2 separate regions of the Mus musculus genome follow, and region 1 is linked to region 2. The links are chromatin contacts, called in public HiChIP or PLAC-seq maps. All regions are on one chromosome and are shown on one strand. The core of a region is the stretch at or near the end of the contact, and the rest is flanking DNA. Distances in the headings are between cores, read along the strand shown. Region 1 has its middle 170 kb from the start of Il3ra. Region 2 holds the start of Slc4a7 (solute carrier family 4, sodium bicarbonate cotransporter, member 7).

Evidence for each region. HiChIP or PLAC-seq counts read pairs in DNA pulled down with a chosen protein or histone mark.
Region 1: an H3K4me3 HiChIP or PLAC-seq map of pro-B cells shows a contact between it and region 2, with 4 times the contacts expected there. The contact joins the enhancer-like site here to the promoter of Slc4a7 in region 2. A contact is called at or near these places in 4 of 115 datasets of contacts at active chromatin or transcription factors (the 230-238 cell line, fibro-adipogenic progenitors, large pre-B cells and 1 more) and 3 of 9 other capture datasets (adipose tissue, liver and pancreatic islet).

Annotation. Positions count from the first base shown.
Region 1 is chr14:14,512,154-14,514,990 of GRCm38.p6, forward strand. No RefSeq gene overlaps it. Among named protein-coding and RNA genes, the nearest start is that of Il3ra, 170 kb to the left of the region's middle. Within about 2 kb of position 1,533, at least 44 of the 459 cell types and tissues checked have an H3K27ac peak or open chromatin away from gene starts, as enhancers often do. A contact at or near this core is called in the 230-238 cell line, pancreatic islet and pro-B cells, where this site is marked.
Region 2 is chr14:14,701,717-14,704,910 of GRCm38.p6, forward strand. Slc4a7 (solute carrier family 4, sodium bicarbonate cotransporter, member 7) reads left to right here and starts at 1,309. Exons shown (of 26, transcript NM_001360504.1): 1 at 1,309-1,564. The coding sequence starts at 1,517.

The DNA of each region.
Region 1 (2,837 bases), core at 283-2,782, 190 kb before region 2:
AGCTAATCAAGGCATATCAAAATATAAGAGCTGCATGTGTGTTTCTTTCATTTGTGAATCCAGAGAACTCTGGCAGGAAGCAGGAAGTGTGCTCACCACCAGGAGCCCAGTGCAGTTTAACTATTCACCACTACAGATTTTAATAAACTTTATTAATTATTAATATGACCTGGCAAGCCCCCCAATAGCCAAGGCAGAGTCCTATAGATTATTTAATTAGCTCCTGCACAATTACTGGGGGATTATCCCTAATCTATATTTCTATTTGCTAGACTGGTTTTTTTGGTTTTTGTTTGTTTGTTTTGTTGGTTGGTTTTGGTTTTTCGAGACAGGGTTTCTCTGTTTAGCCCTGGCTGTCCTGGAACTCACTCTGTAGACCAGGTTGGGCTCAAACTCAGAAATCTGCCTGCCTCTGCCTCCCAAGTGCTGGGATTAAAGGTGTGCGCCACCACGCCTGCCTCTGCTAGACTGTTAATTCCCAACTGTGCTCCCCAAACACTTGTTTGAACCTCGCCTAGGTTACTTCTGCTCCAGCAGTCTGTCTTGGGGGGCAGAGAATAGGGCATTTCAGTAGGGCACGTGCTTCCAGTCCATCACATCTAACATAGACCTCCTGTTGTCTTTGTCTTCTTCCTCCTTCACTCTCCTACCTCTCCTTCTGTCATGGGTCCTACCTGCAACCCCCAGCCCCATAACTGAAACTCTACCTACCTCTAATCTCCCCAGTAATTGGCTGTAGACACCTTTATTTAACCAATAGTTTTAAATTGGGGAGCAAAGTTTACATAGCATCACTTGGTGTATATGAAGATCTGCTCATAGGGACCAGTACTTAGCATTTGAGTACATAGCAGCACACGACTGACCCCCAACAAGAAACTAACATGAGCGGCAGCTACATGGATGGACTTTCTGATGGAGACAGGAGAAAGTAGATCTAGAGCCCAGCTACCTTCCATCTACCTCTAGCATAGTGAAGAAAATCTCTCTTTTTCAGAACTCTATTCGCTGGCCCCTCCTTTCTTTCCCCTTTCTAGCCAATAGTCCTCTGGGTCAGAAGAATGTAGGATGTACTGCTTAAAGATGCTGAGCATTTGATCTGACAGGCAGGTTCCCATGGCAACAGTCTCTACAAAGCATGATGACAGGTCTACTTCTCTTCAAGCCTTGACTTCCTACCTAGTCATAGCTGGTGGGAGACAGAAAAGAGACACTCAGTGGTGTTCTGTAGGATAATTTGTGCTATGCCCCATTGTCTCCGCATTGTATGCTTTTAGAAGCTGTAAAGTCTGATTTTCTGGAAACATTTTGGTTTTTTGTTTGTTTTCTTTCCTGTTTGCTTTTTATATTTGTGATGGGAGGAGATGGTGGAAAAATAAACAGAGCAAATCCAATTCATTTTGCAAATGCTCCGTAAATCAGTCTCCAGCTCCTACTTCACAGGCAGGTTTGAGCAATAGTGAGAGGAAGCCCTGTTTGCTGCTCAGGTGCTTGTGTAAAGAAAGACTGTGGCACAGTATCCCAGATGTTACTGTGTCCTTGACTGGAGAACTGGGCCCCTGAGGACTTGTCCTGAGAGCTTGGTGGTTTGAGTCTGTTGTTTACTCTGTCTTTACCACAGGAAATCTGTCTTTACCACAGAATAGCTGTAGAAAACCGTTATTATAATAACCCGAAGTCTGGTGATACATTCTGGGAACCTGGAGAATTTTCTTTTTCTCTGTGAACCCTGGTTTGGTTTGGTTTGGTTTGTTTGGACTTTATTCATGAGTGGACAATGGGTGACATATGGCTTTCGATTACATATATTGCAAATCTAATTTTTCTTAGTTGGCACATCTTATTACAGTATTTTTCCAATATTCTATTTAATTGAGAGTATCTAGTTGGGTAACTTGAAAGGAGGCAAGAATGATATAAGTATTCTTGGTATGTTGAAGAATTTCAACAGTGATATTTTCCCACTAAATTTCTACTGCCCACACCAGGTTATATCCCCATATATAATGGAGCCATTTTTTTCCTTTAGATTTGTCTGTGTTTGTGCACATATGTGTATGCAACTGTGTGTGTAAAGGTGCATGTGTTTAGACATGCATGAGGAGGCCAGAGGATAATCTTGGAGTGCTTGGGGGCAGGGGGAGAAGAAGAGGGGAGAGAGGGAAAGCCTTTCTGACTGTCTTGGAGCTTGCTAAGTAGGCTAGGCTAGCCGATCAGTAAGCAGCAAGAAGCACAACACTGCCTCTGCCTCCTCTGGGCTGGGAGTACAAGAGTATGAAATGATACCTAGTTTAAAAATCAACCAAAAACATAGTTCTGAGAATCCAACTCATATTTGCAAGGCAATCAGTTTAGAAATTACCTCCTCATCCCTTTTTTAAAATTTATTTTATCTAAAACTATAGCCTCTTTTTATTCCTATTATCTCTTCTCCTCAGCCATCCTAACTTCCCATCTTGTGCAATAGTTAAAACTGTGAGCTGTTTGGCCTGGAGTGACAGGAGAGGTGGGAGGTGTTGTTGTTAAGTAATATTTAATGATTCAGGTTTTTTGCAGGTTTCCTTCCCAACTTTGACCATTTATGTTCCAAATGAAAGACACACACACACACACACACACACACACACACACACACACACACACAGCCTTTGTATTTTAATATACCTCATGTAGCACAATAGCTGGGTAGTTGCCTAGCCTCCACGCTGTTAGAATCTACCTCCTATCCATAACCCTATTATTACTTACTAGGTTTCATCTGGCTATTCTTAACTCCAATTAGTCAGCCCTCTGGGCTACATTCTCTTGGCCCAGAGCCCAGGGTCCTCTTCTTGCTT
Region 2 (3,194 bases), core at 59-2,558:
TGGTTTATAATGTGCTCATGAACTCCTAAAGGCCTTGTGTCCTAAATACCCAACACCATTGCATTGGGGATTAAGTTTCCAATACAGTTTTTTAGGGGACACAGTCAAATCACACACAAATATACTTTATAGTATTGTGTGGATTAAAGAGGGGCCATATTTGCAAAATGTCACTGTCTGTAATTCTAGATCTTTTCAAATGGTAGCTGTTATTAATGGAAGCACACCTGTTCTTGGACAGTCGTGTGTGAGCCTGCCCTGTACCTCTCTGGGAAATTTAGAACAAAGCCAGGAGGGGTCTGGGACCCAAAGCAGTACCCAGTACACTTTGCTATTTATTGATAATGGGTTAGGGATGAGTCTTGACCTGATGATAAGTATTTCCTTTCATAATCGAATTTAGATTTTCTCAGCTCAACCTTTTATTGTCTTTTTTTTTTTTTTTTTCTTGAGACAGGGTTTCTCTGTGTAGCCCTGGCTGTTCTGGAACTCACTCTGTAGACCAGGCTAGCCTAGAACTCAGAAATCCTCCTGCCTCTGCCTCCCAAGTGCTGGGATTAAAGGCGTGCGGCACCACTGCCCGGCTCTTTTATTGTCTTTATCAACAACCTGTTAACAATAGTGATAAGCACACCACAAGTGACACACCTTCACAGAGGGACAGAAATGTATTTAATCCTTCAATGTCCATTTGTGATGGAGACCATCACCTCCACACCCAGGTAGATAGTAGACAAGCACCCTACCTATAGGGTCGACCCAAGAGTGGGACAGGTTGTGGAACTAGGCCAGTGCAGGGAGTGCACTAGGCAAGTTGCTAAATGTATCCCCTCTTTTACAGGGTCCACGATAGAGTTACCTCTAGGAGAGAAACTTGCAGAGGCAGAGAATGAATCTGGCGTCGTCCTGTTTCTCTCCTGCTTGTAAAACACGTGGTGAGGAGCTGAATGGGGTGATGACCCCATTCCACTTCGAAAGTCTGTAGAACTTCCGATTCGAAAAACCGAGTTCCACTCTCAGCCTCGGTCAATTAAGTCTTTACAAAGAGGGGCGGGGCCTCCGGGAAACTGACCTGGGGGGCGGGGGAGGCGACAGACCCTTCCGAGCTGCTGATTGGCTGATACGAATGTCTGTCTTCTTTTGTCTCCGCCCTACCTCCAAGCCCCTTAGCCACTGGAGGCGGTCGCTCGACGCCGGACCTGGTGCCTAACAGGCAGGGGGCGTGCTCCGGGGGGGGCGTGCCGGAGCGCGCCCCGCCCCCGCCCCCGCCCCCGCCCCCCAGCCCCGCCCCCCGCCCCGCCCCCGCCCGGGCGCCGCTGCCTCCTCCGCGCCGCGTCCTCTGCCCGTCTCAGTCCTCGCGGCACGCCGTTGCCTCTCTCTCCCGGAGAACGTCCCGCGCTCGCAGCGGTCGCCGCACTCCGGGGCCAGCTCTCGGCGGCCAGCGCTCCGCACAGGGTCTCCCTCCGCGTGCCCGTCTCTGCTGCGGTCGCGGCCTCTCAGAGCTCCGGGGCGGGCCATGGAGGCAGACGGGGCCGGCGAGCAGATGAGACCGCTACTCACGCGGGTAAGGAGCGGGGAGGCCGAGGCCCGCAGACAAAGGCGGCGTCGCGGCGGGGCTGCCGGCGGCCTATGCTGGCGGCCGCGCGCCGCCGTCGCCTTTGTGTGGCGGGGGTCGCAGGGGACGGCCGGCTTCGAGCCCTCGGGGACGCCTCTCCCGAGGACGCGTGTCCGCCGCCGCAGTGCCCGGCTCTCAGACGCGCGGCTCCGGGAGCCGTGTTCTCCCGCCGCGTGGACGCTGCCGTCCTTCAGCCCAGGCTGCTGTTCCTGCCGCCGCCGCCGCCTTCAGCCTGTGGCCGGAGTCGGGACCGGCCGTCGGGGCCGGCGCTCTGTGGCGTGTTGGGTCGCAGGCCCAGGAGAAGCACCGTGAGTGCAGTGTCCTCCTCCGGGCTCCATAGAAAGAGAATGGACCGAGAGAGACCCCAGTGCTCTGCGCCGCGCGTCCCCAGTCCAGCCGATCCCGCTTTCCCAGTGCAAGCAGCCTGAGTAAGGGCGGACTTGGGACGCGCAGAAACTGGGCTCTCATTTAAACGGGGGAGGGGGCGGGGGGCACACAAGTGGCCCGTTCTCTAGAAACAGGAACGTGTATGTGCCCTACAGAAGAAACTGCTTTCTCCTTTCAGAGTCTCTGACTCAAAGGATGTGGTGGTACTAATTTTCCTACTTCCAATTTTTACTCTGACCAGTGAAATGGGAGGGAAGGTTGCAGGGATGAATTTTCCAGTCTTTTCAAAACAAGGAAAAGGACATTTTGCCGGTTTTTTTTTTTTTTTTTTTTTTTTTTTGGTAGAATTTTCCTTAAGGCTCCCTCCTCTCGTTACTTTAAAAGTTATTGTGGAGGCCGTGGGCGGTGATCATTCATTACTTCACAGTATTCAAATATAAACTCTTTAAATATAAAGGAAAACTTCGGTCTTAAGACTGTGAAGTTCTGTAGTGGTTATGGGTTTGATGGGTCACAGTGATGAAGTACTGGAAACTCCTTAGGATTCTTTTTATGGCCTTTGAATGAACCTTCAGGACCTTCTCCAAGACTATCTGTCAAATACACTGTTGCTTGTTCTTAACCTTATTTGCACATTTTCAGCTGAACAGTAAACAGTATCAGTTTTCATAAACCTGGGTAAAAATGTTGTATTCTCTATCACAGTCTATTTAGGCAGAAGTCGTCATACACAGTAAGGCTATTGCCATTCATCCGTCCATCCATCCATTCATCCATCCATCCATCCATCCATCCATGCATGCATTCTGTGCAGTAGCTTATTGAGAACTTATTCTGTAGTGTCCAGAGTAGAAGCACTTTTTTCCGATAGAAGCTTCATTCAGAGGGGTGTGGGTGTGTGTCTACAATAAGGGACAGGATAGGGGACAAACAGATGGCAAGGAACTCAGTTCTGGTATTAGTACCATGATAGGAGAGTATTTTGGAAGGTCATACACCCTAAGTCTTTGGGAGAATAAAACTTGGCAATAATAAACTTACAGAAAGTAATAATAGAAATAAGGGGCTGGAGAAACGGCTCTGTTGTTAAGATCATTGGCTGCTCTTTCATAGGACCCAGGTTCATTTCCCAGCACCCACTTGGCAGCTTACAACTGTTTGTACTTCCTCTTCCAGGGGAGATACACCTTCA